Regions from separate parts of the Bombyx mori genome. Here region 1 is linked to region 2. The links are chromatin contacts, called in public Hi-C maps. All regions are on one chromosome and are shown on one strand. The core of a region is the stretch at or near the end of the contact, and the rest is flanking DNA. Distances in the headings are between cores, read along the strand shown. Region 1 holds the start of COPE (coatomer protein complex subunit epsilon). Region 2 holds the start of LOC101739542 (E3 ubiquitin-protein ligase RNF126).

The links. Hi-C and Micro-C count contacts between places; a contact is called where the count stands out from the background.
Region 1: a Hi-C map of middle silk gland shows a contact between it and region 2, with 2.5 times the contacts expected there. The contact joins the promoter of COPE here to the promoter of LOC101739542 in region 2. A contact is called at or near these places in 3 of 7 Hi-C or Micro-C datasets (middle silk gland and whole pupa).

Annotation. Positions count from the first base shown.
Region 1 is chr21:2,008,393-2,013,222 of ASM3026992v2, reverse strand. It overlaps COPE (coatomer protein complex subunit epsilon), which reads right to left and starts at 2,856. Exons shown (of 7, transcript NM_001172724.1): 1 at 2,591-2,856; 2 at 2,022-2,213; 3 at 1,706-1,797; 4 at 995-1,160; 5 at 141-252. The coding sequence starts at 2,692.
Region 2 is chr21:1,835,386-1,840,321 of ASM3026992v2, reverse strand. It overlaps LOC101739542 (E3 ubiquitin-protein ligase RNF126), which reads right to left and starts at 2,121. Exons shown (of 7, transcript XM_038018525.2): 1 at 1,611-2,121; 2 at 520-621. The coding sequence starts at 1,694. LOC101738321 (myotubularin-related protein 10-A) reads left to right here and starts at 2,711. Exons shown (of 12, transcript XM_062674613.1): 1 at 2,711-2,852; 2 at 3,939-3,993. The coding sequence starts at 2,799.

The sequences.
Region 1 (4,830 bases), core at 1,607-4,106, 170 kb before region 2:
TAGCAGAAAGCGACGTAATTATTTCAGTGCGCCGCGTAGGGCACCGGTGACCTACACGGCAGTCAAAGGGTTAATGAGGATTGGGAGCTGTGATCGTATAAGTTATTTAAAATTATAGAGATAATCATTTCAGTGTTGACCTCTGGCAGCTGCAGCCCCAGCACCGAGAGAGGCCGGACCAGGTCCCAGTGAACCGAGGCGTTCAGATAACTCCATCACGCTGTAGTGTGCGTCTTGGATACCAGGGCCGCCCTGTACAATGGAAACTTTACATTAATCTGCAAACATCTGGTTTAATCTGCAAACAACTTTTTTACTGGTGATAGGACCTCTTGTAAGTCCGCACGGGTATGTACCACCGCCCTGCCTATTTCTGGCGCGAAGCAGTAATGCTTTTCGGTTTGAAAGGCCCCACCCTTCCCAGCCGTTGTAACTATACTAAGATATTAGAAAAAAATATCAAAATTTTAACTATATTAATTAATGCGTGTTTTTGATATCCATTGATCCAACCTACAAATGCACTTTGAATTTAAATGCTCATCAACATCACTCAAAATAAAAATAGTTTAAAATATATTAAGCAAGCATCACAATAGAACTTTGACTGTAAATACAGCATACATACAGGATGGTCTACCTCCGCTACCATAAGTATTGTCTTACATTAGGAGGATCTGGGTGTAAGAATTAGTGTGTTTGGTAGGAAATTAAATGAGGTTATTGCTACTGTAAACACAAAGACACAGAAGTAGAAGAAAGTCTGGACGCTACTCGCATATTCTTATTATGTTTAAGATCCTCAAAATATGATCTGTAATATCATACCAGAGAAATGATAATCAGTCACACCACAGGTAAAATATTATGAACTTTGAATGTCACTAATTTAAATATTAAATTCAACCATGAAATGTTTGTGCTGAATAATATGAACGAAATGTTACAAGTCACCCTTCAAAATCATATATCACCAAAAACAATTTCAAGTCACCTGAATTAGATTCAGCCATGCTTGTGCTAGCTGCGTCAAAGTGCCGTCATCTTCAATGTCCTGCAGCAACTTCAGTTGTTTGCGTGCAAGGTCTGGTCTATTCATAGCCAATAGGCACTGGAGTGTGAACGCTCTTAGTTCCAGCGATTCAGCATTATGAAGGATTCTATAAAATTTACATTCAGCTATTATTCTTTTAACTCAATTGAAAGTTTTAACACATATGTCAGGATATATTTCAAGACAATTTTGTGTATATATTTTTATTTGTATTATTGTGTATATATTATATTGTACCTAGACCTACCCTAAATGTTCTTTCTCATGAGTAGTAGAATTTGTTTTAAATGTAATATTTTTTTAGAATACAAATGGCTTTAAAGTATTTTCAGTATAACCAGAATAGTGGGTGAAAACAGGCTCAGCACAGAGAGGTGGGATTTGGTAACAGCTGCTCCAGCGCCTCCACAGGATACTTATCAGTTCAGAGGCAATTGCTTCAATAATGCATCTACAATTATTCTATTGAACAAAAATCGTGACCAGCTGAGAAGATCCACGAAGAAACTCAGTGAGCTGATGTATGGGTTACAATTTACGTAAAATTCTTCAATGAGTTAAATGAGCAGGTTTACTAAGATCCCTATACCTACTTGTAGTGCTAGCACTACATCCATCTGAGAATATTTATTATTGTAATACACTACTCACTTTAATGCAGCTTCATAATTATCTTCATGATAGTAAATTGTTGCAGCCACAATCAAGAATATTTCATTGGACAGTTCCGTACCTTTAGCTACCTAAAATGTCATAGGTACAGTTTAAGATTTTGTTGTTTTAGCCAAGTCAATATTAAAAATCTACAATAACTATATTTAATACTCTTGAACTCTAATTACAAGTAAAAACTCCATAGCTAACATGTATATTTCCCTGCTCAAATTCTATTAGTTCTGGTCTTTTTTTTTTCAATGTAATAACAAGCACCAACATACTTTATAAGTAACTTTTTATAATTACATACTCGAGCATCAATATCAGCAACAATGGCAGATTTATTGGCATCAGGTAGTAAGTAATCTACCAAACTCTTCAATGGCTGTAGCATAGGATCTGCAGTCTTTAGTTCTTGTTGCACTATCCTGTAGTTACCCTGGGCAATGTAGGAACGATATAGGAATGCATCGCGTTGGAGTGCTACCAGGGGTGTAGAAGGCTGCAAGAGGTGTTTAAATCAATAAATTTAGCTCTATGATGATTTTACTATTGGCATGTCAGAAGGATCAATAATTTCATTCTTTCAATGCAAAAAATTGTAAATTCTATAATATCCTCTTTAATTTATGGTGTAATTTCTGTCTACGAGAGAAAATTTTCTTGTAATAATATTTCGAAAGTTAAGTTATCCTTCCGGTACCAAAGTTACATTAAAGTTAAGTAGATCTGTATAATATTAATCTACAAACACAACATGTATTGTTTTCGGAGATTTACATCGAAAAACATGGTCGGTTTATCCGCCACCGAAGAGCGCTTAATTATACACTTGCATAATAATTTAATGGTTATAGAAAGTTTCTAGTGATGACTTACGCTAACGCTTTGTGCCTCATTAATAGCTTGCTGATAATTTCCAACATAAAATGCATTTTTTACATCGAAAAGTTCATCAACATCTTGCTGATGACGTGCCATTTTGACAACTTACAACAAGAACCACAGACTTGCACAGACTTCATTGTTTCGTGTTTAATACGTCCTTTGAAGAAGCAAAGGAAGCTTAGCCCATACATAAACTATTTTGTAACGTAAATGAAAGTCATATCTGTTGTATGAATAATTAAATTGAATTTGAAATCAAACAAAAGTGAAATAATAATAAATAAATAAATATAAATAAATATTTACTAACAATCACGCCACGTTAACTGGTCCCGTGATAAGTTCGTAAAGAACTTGTGTTACAGGTACCAGATAACGGATATAAATGTAAGATTTTTATTATACACATACATATATTTAATAGACATCCATAGCCCTGGAAAAGACATTTATATTTATCATAAAATATCTTCCCTTGGCGGGATTCGAACCCGCGACCCCCCTGTGTAGTGACCATGTCACTTACCACTACACCAGACGGCCGTTAAATAGATGAGATATGGTAAAATAAAACTGTAACTAAAAAATTACTAAGATTTCAAAGGAGTACATATTTGAAAGAACGTGACGCCCACATCCACCAATTATGATTTTTTGAAAAACACTTATGCACTTTCACATATGTGAATAATTCAAAACCTTCTATTATCGTGCCTAAGATTTACTAAACTAACAAAATAAAACATTTCGCACAGCTTGATCAAATTAATACTAAAAGTATAAGTAATGCTACCACAATACTAGGCACTAACAAATGCAATGCATTTGCAATTCCAATAGCGCGTATTTTTGAATGAAATAAATTAAATGTTGGATTCACTTAGTGGTTTAAAGTTATAATATGTAAAAAATATTTTCTACAGGTTAATAAATGAAAATGTTTACAAAAGTTACGTAAAAATATCTAACTATTCATTTAGATATTAATTATAAAGAGGTTTAAAAACAATAATTTCGTGTACAGCAAGAACGGTTTCTGTAAAACAGTGACATCTATTTTTGGACTGACAGACATAAATTTTCTGATTGTTAAATTTTTTAGAAACGAACCAATCGGGAAAGAATAACAAATCTGATATTTTTCAGTGAATTCATTTTTTTCCTAACTAGTAACCTAGAGAGTTATGCTAGCGTTGAGCGAGTAGTGAATACATTGTATGTTGTGAGAATATCCATTAAAAAACTGATGAGAATGTGAAATTTCAAATGTCCACCTATTGATGCATTTCGAAACTACCTTTGTTGCAATCTTGGTGCTATCATATTGTCTCAAAAAACAGAGGGCGCCAGCTAAAGAAAAACTCAAAGTGAATCAAACAAGAAAAAGTACCATTTGGTTAATAAATTAGAAAGTGTTCATTGTAAATATCGTAGCCACCATATTATACACCAACATTATTATTTAAGGCCGTAAATTAGTGCATCTTTTTCTTTATTAATTACCTACTTTATTAAGTTATGTTATTTGTCTTTAGATTTTTCCACACAATTCACCTAGTGTGTTATACCCTCTCCTCTTGAGACATGAGGTTGAGATTCTTCATACCGAAACGGATAATACTTTGTGACCTTTGTGACAGAATTACCATGATGTAGCTTAAAATCACCAGTAGGTACGGATTGGCAATGGTCTTATGCTATTACAACATTTTTTTAATAATTACGCAGCTGGACATTTCCCGTTGAAACCCTTTGCCCCTCTCATAATGCAATTACAGGAATACATGGAGTGAGGCTATGCTAGGATGTGGCGGATTTAGGTTTAAGCCCTTCATCCTTAGGCTTGCGGCGCTAAAATGTGACGGGCTCCAAAAACAGTTGTTAGGCAACTGTACTTAAATTTTCGCCCGGTTGGTTTAAAGCCAAACATAAACTGGTATTTTGTTAATGGCCTATTTAATGGCCTAAATATTCCAATTTTTTTCACACTTGGTTCTAATATCTTAAGATTTTTTTTACAAAATTGCAATATTACACTTTATTTATCACTAGCAGCTACCCGCAGCTTCATCCATGTGGTCATAAAAAAGTATGAATCAATAATTCAATTAATAAAACAGTTTCCCGTGGGAATGCGATTTTTTTCGGAATAAAAGGTAGCCTATCCCACCTAAAACTATAACTTTAAAAAAGTACGTCAATCAGTTGCTTCTTGTCGACGTGAGAGAAGG
Region 2 (4,936 bases), core at 872-3,371:
GAGCTCCCCTCCACGGTGATTCCCGAGCACTATGACATGTCCTTCTTCAAACGAGGCTTGTGGAGAATATTAAATGGTAGGCAGCAGCTTGGCTCTGCCCCTGGCATTGCTGACGTCCATGAGCGACGGTAACCACTCACCATCAGGTGGGCCGTATGCTCGTCTAGCTATACGGCAATAAAAAAAAATTTGTAGGTTGTAATATAAAACAATACTAATACGAACAATATACTTCTAAACACACAAAATACTCTACACATGTATCAACAAAATATAAAATTGCAACATATCTACTCAACACAATTTCTTTCACATTGCAAACTCCTATAATGTTATTCTTACAAATATCAGAACTGTTCTTTCAATCTATTACCTGGAGTAGTGTACCAATGTTAATGTTTCTACATTTTACCATGTATTTCTGTCTGTATGCTTTTTACTATATTTCAATCTAATCAATTGTATTTGTCATACTTGTGTAGAGTTTTGTGTCTCATCTGTATCATCACTAGTGCTCACATCATCGTCCAAGTTGCTCATATCTGCATCGTCAAAATCACCATCCGCTTCACTCTCCAATTGCTCTATAAAACCACTAGCACAATATGGGCATGTATAATCCTGAAACATTAAAATGCATTTATTTTGTCAGAAAATATGTTTTTGTACTCCCTTGACTGGCATAAATGGGCAGACATACTATTGTCATTAAGCAGTAATTGGTACATATCGATAGCAATCAGTATGCAGTGCACCTATGTAGTGACATCAAAGTCTCAAGTATTTTAGAATAGTGGTTGTTTTGTGACGGAACACAGCATGAGATTTTTTGAATTTTTAAAACAATAAAATATTTAAGAGTATTAAACAGGTTTTATTTTGGTTATATCTTGTATTGTGAGCCAGATAAATGAAGTACATATAAATGCTTTATTACTATCATCATCATCAATTGAAAACTTTTATATTTACTTGAAAAAATAAGTAAGTATTAAGTGTATTAGCACTATCACAACATTTATTTTAACATTCAGATTTGAAAGGTTGCATTAAAACTAACTTCAAAATCAAAATACCTGACGGAGGATAACATTATATTTTTTTAGTCTGATTCATACTGAATTTTTTCACATTTGTTTTTAACAAACACAAAATACCAGTTCAGAAAGGTTAGAGAAGGTCATGTGCTTTAAAAATCACGTTTAATGGTTGTTCCTAAGGTCATTAAACTGGGTTAGGATCCAAAAGTATGCAAATAGCAGAGATCTCATCAGAACTAACATAGTAAGATTTATAAATTGTTCTTATTAAAAGGAAATTTCCTAAAAAAGATAAGTTCGAGGACTGTAAATCAATTGATGATGTAATAATAAGAAAATTTTGTAATCCGACATCCCTTGAAAAGAGTTTTCACGGAAATGACACGCAGAACACCCGGTATTAGTGAAAAAAAATTGGAAATAGATTTCATCAAAAGAAAACTGTTGCGCAGTTTTCCTAGAAATTTTATAGGAAAAATATGGTTTCAAACGGAGCGATATCTCCGACGTCACAGATCAATGTGAAAATCAAATTTAGTCGCAAAAACAATACAAAATATCGATCTTTACCTGCAAAACATCTTCAAATTCTATATCACACCTGTGGCAGAAAAACCGTAGTGTTGGTCTTCGTTCTACCATTGCGTCAGCCATGTTAAATTAATTAATACAACTGCACCAATAAATACTTATTATTTAAACTCAATTCCTAAAGATTGTGCTTTAAATTTTCAACAAAAATTTAACAATCGCCATTTTTTTGAGCATTCACAATCTATGGATTTTTTAAATGAAGCCACAGATTATGTTCATGTCGTAACCCCTCACCATAGCTGGTTTTATTTATTCATTTTACTGGGCTAGCAAATGGAACAAGGCCCAAACTATTTGCCCTATTTTCGAAATGAAGAACAGGTTCTCTTCAAAATCCAAGTAAAATTGTGTAGTCAAGTTGCATCTATAGACGAAATGTCCCTACAAACTTCAAAAACCACGCCAACGAAACTGTCTTGGTTTTTTTTAAAGTAATCTTCAATTTGCATAGTGAAGGAATTGTAAAAGGTGAAGCCTAGTCTTTTATTTCACCAGTACCTCATAAGATTTTGTGTAGAGACCCAAAAAAAATGAATGACTTTTTGGCCTACCTATTGCCTTGAGGGGCTGTGCTAGCTTCACTAAACGTGTAGGCGAGCTCACGAGGTTCAGCCGGGAGACTGGTAACATCTACTAGGAAGAGCAGTGCTTCGCTGAACCTGCCACCGGATCGGAATCGCGACCCACTGAAACGATCCAGTTTTTAATTGGTCTGTGACACATAACACGCTCCTTATTTTGTACTTGGCAATATTTATGTATCTGTCACTCCACTTCAAACTCCTAAACTTCTGAAGTTTATGTCTTTGCTGATATTGCTGTTTTAAGTCAAATAGTTCTTCGAAAGTGTTAGATCTCGTTATAATCTCACGTGAAATGTGCTATTTAAGAACTTTAAAATGTACAAACTAGTAATCCACAAATACAAATCTACTACGACAGAAACTTTATAGAATGAAATTAATCTATAAATTTGTGTGCACTATGATGATTGTTATCAAATAATCATAAAATAGAGATAAATCATGTGGGCTATCCCTTATATAAACAATAAAAACTGTCTACTCTATCCGAAAGACTATTAAACTTGTGTAAAATAAATATTTCAATCGTAACTATTCTTTAAAAGTGGGTCAACATTGCGTGAGGAGCAAGTTGTTAAAAATGAATGAGAAGAAATTAGTGCAAAACTTCAAAAGCTACATCAACGTGTCGTCGGTAACGTTAACAGTTAACTTATCTTGAAGATATGTTGTAAATCACAGCATGTTATACCCTAAAATGCTAGCAGTTGTACACTTCACTACGGAAATAATACAAATTCTCTCAATTTGAAATTTAATAGAACTGTAAAATGATGTCATACAATAAGTTTACATGATTACTTGTTAACGAATCAATAAAAAAAAACTGGAATTTTCAAGCATACCGATTCAAAAGTTTATTTAGAATTTATTTACAATTATACAGTATGATTAGATTTTTTTTGTTCATATCGAAACTTGTTTAAATAAACGAAGCATAACATTAATTTCAATACAATTATTTTGAATTTTTTAAATGTACCATAAGGTGACACACAGCAAGTATTCTTTCCTCAATTTAACTGTTGTAAAAATATATGCAACAATGCAACATAATATGTTGAGAATTGAAATATAAACAAACAAATGTTCCCCATTCATTTACCCTAAGCTAGGGTTTCCCTTTTGTAATGGTAATGGAAATTCATAAAAGACAGAGGCTGCTTTCAGAGTGGAATACCAATGAACATTATCCTAAAGAGATTGACTGAGAATTAAAGCCAGTAATTGTTCTTTTCAAAATATTTGCCACCAAGACTAGGAAGGATATGGAAGGATCTTCAGTTTTTATGAATTGTAAACATAAGTAAATGAAAATCACAAAAGTGAGATTAAACTTTAAGAGTAGTTGTGATTATGTCAGTGATGATATTGAATAAACAAATACTAAAATGCAGTAATATTACAACTAAATTGCAAATAATCTGCATATAAAATGCTATGAAAATTTTATTCCTACCAAAGTATTTTAAATGTATTCTACATTTAAAAATTCATTTGTAATTTTTTTTATTTTCCCATCTATGTTAAAGTGTTAAGTAGTTATCTGAACCCACAAATATTGACTTAATTGTCGACACTCACTTAGAGACATGAGCTATAAGCCTCAGTTCTATAGTATTCTACAGTGTCCGCCCTATCTTTCGAATCAGACCAAATTACTACATGTCTTGATTTTATTAAAAAATAATCTTTCATTGGTCATTTTCCTTCTAAACAGAGCAAAGAAGAAAAGAATGGCACTATTCAAGAGGTGAAACCGAAATTATTGACAGGTAAGAATTTGAGTTTTTTTTTTATCGTAACAGTGTGTAGCTGTATACTCAAAATTAAGGAATCTGAGAATCCAATAATTTTTAGAATAATCACAGATAGAGTAGCCGCGAAAGTGTGAAACAATGTTATGGTTAAACTATGATAGTCAAGTATCTTACTCTGACTGGGAGTAGAAGCCATGTACTGTGTAACTGCTGAGCTGGGGTTGGGGTTTGTAGGTTGGATTCCCACATTGGACAAACATTTGTATATGATGAACAAGTTTATTTACTCTTTGTCTGGGTGTATATTATATTTTAACATACATAATTAAGTATGGATATCAGTCTCTGGTTCTGAAAATACAGGAAATCGAAGTTGTATCCAGATAACTGTATGTGACTCCTCCGTTGTTTTTATTATTATTATACTACAGTTATTAAAATCTTATTAATTATAGAATATTTAAAAAAAAGGGGAAAAATGCAATTTAAAAAAAAAACACTATTTAATAAGATCGCTGTTAATGGCAGTGTCCACTATACAAGCCACCAGTGGTTAGGGCTCTACAGTGAGAAACCTTAGAATACGCGCCGTATCAAGGAATATTATTATCAACATGTACCTACCACGGTTTGCAAAAAGAACCATAATCTTAAAATTAAACAAGACTGTTTTGACGTTGTACCCTTTTAAACAAATTATGTTTTAGTAGGAAATGAAAATTCTTATCCTTAACTAGGAATGACTCATTCATTCCTTGAAATGAAACGCCTATGGTGTCTATAGTAATATTTTGTTTTAGCTAGGCAATAAAGCACACCTTTTACTGTGGGTAGGACGTCTTCTGAACCCGTACGGTTAGGTACCACCACCCTACCTACTTCTGCGGTGAAGCAGTAAGCCTCGTAATGTAAGATCAGTGGCTACATTTAAGTCGTTGATGGGCTCCAGTAACCATTT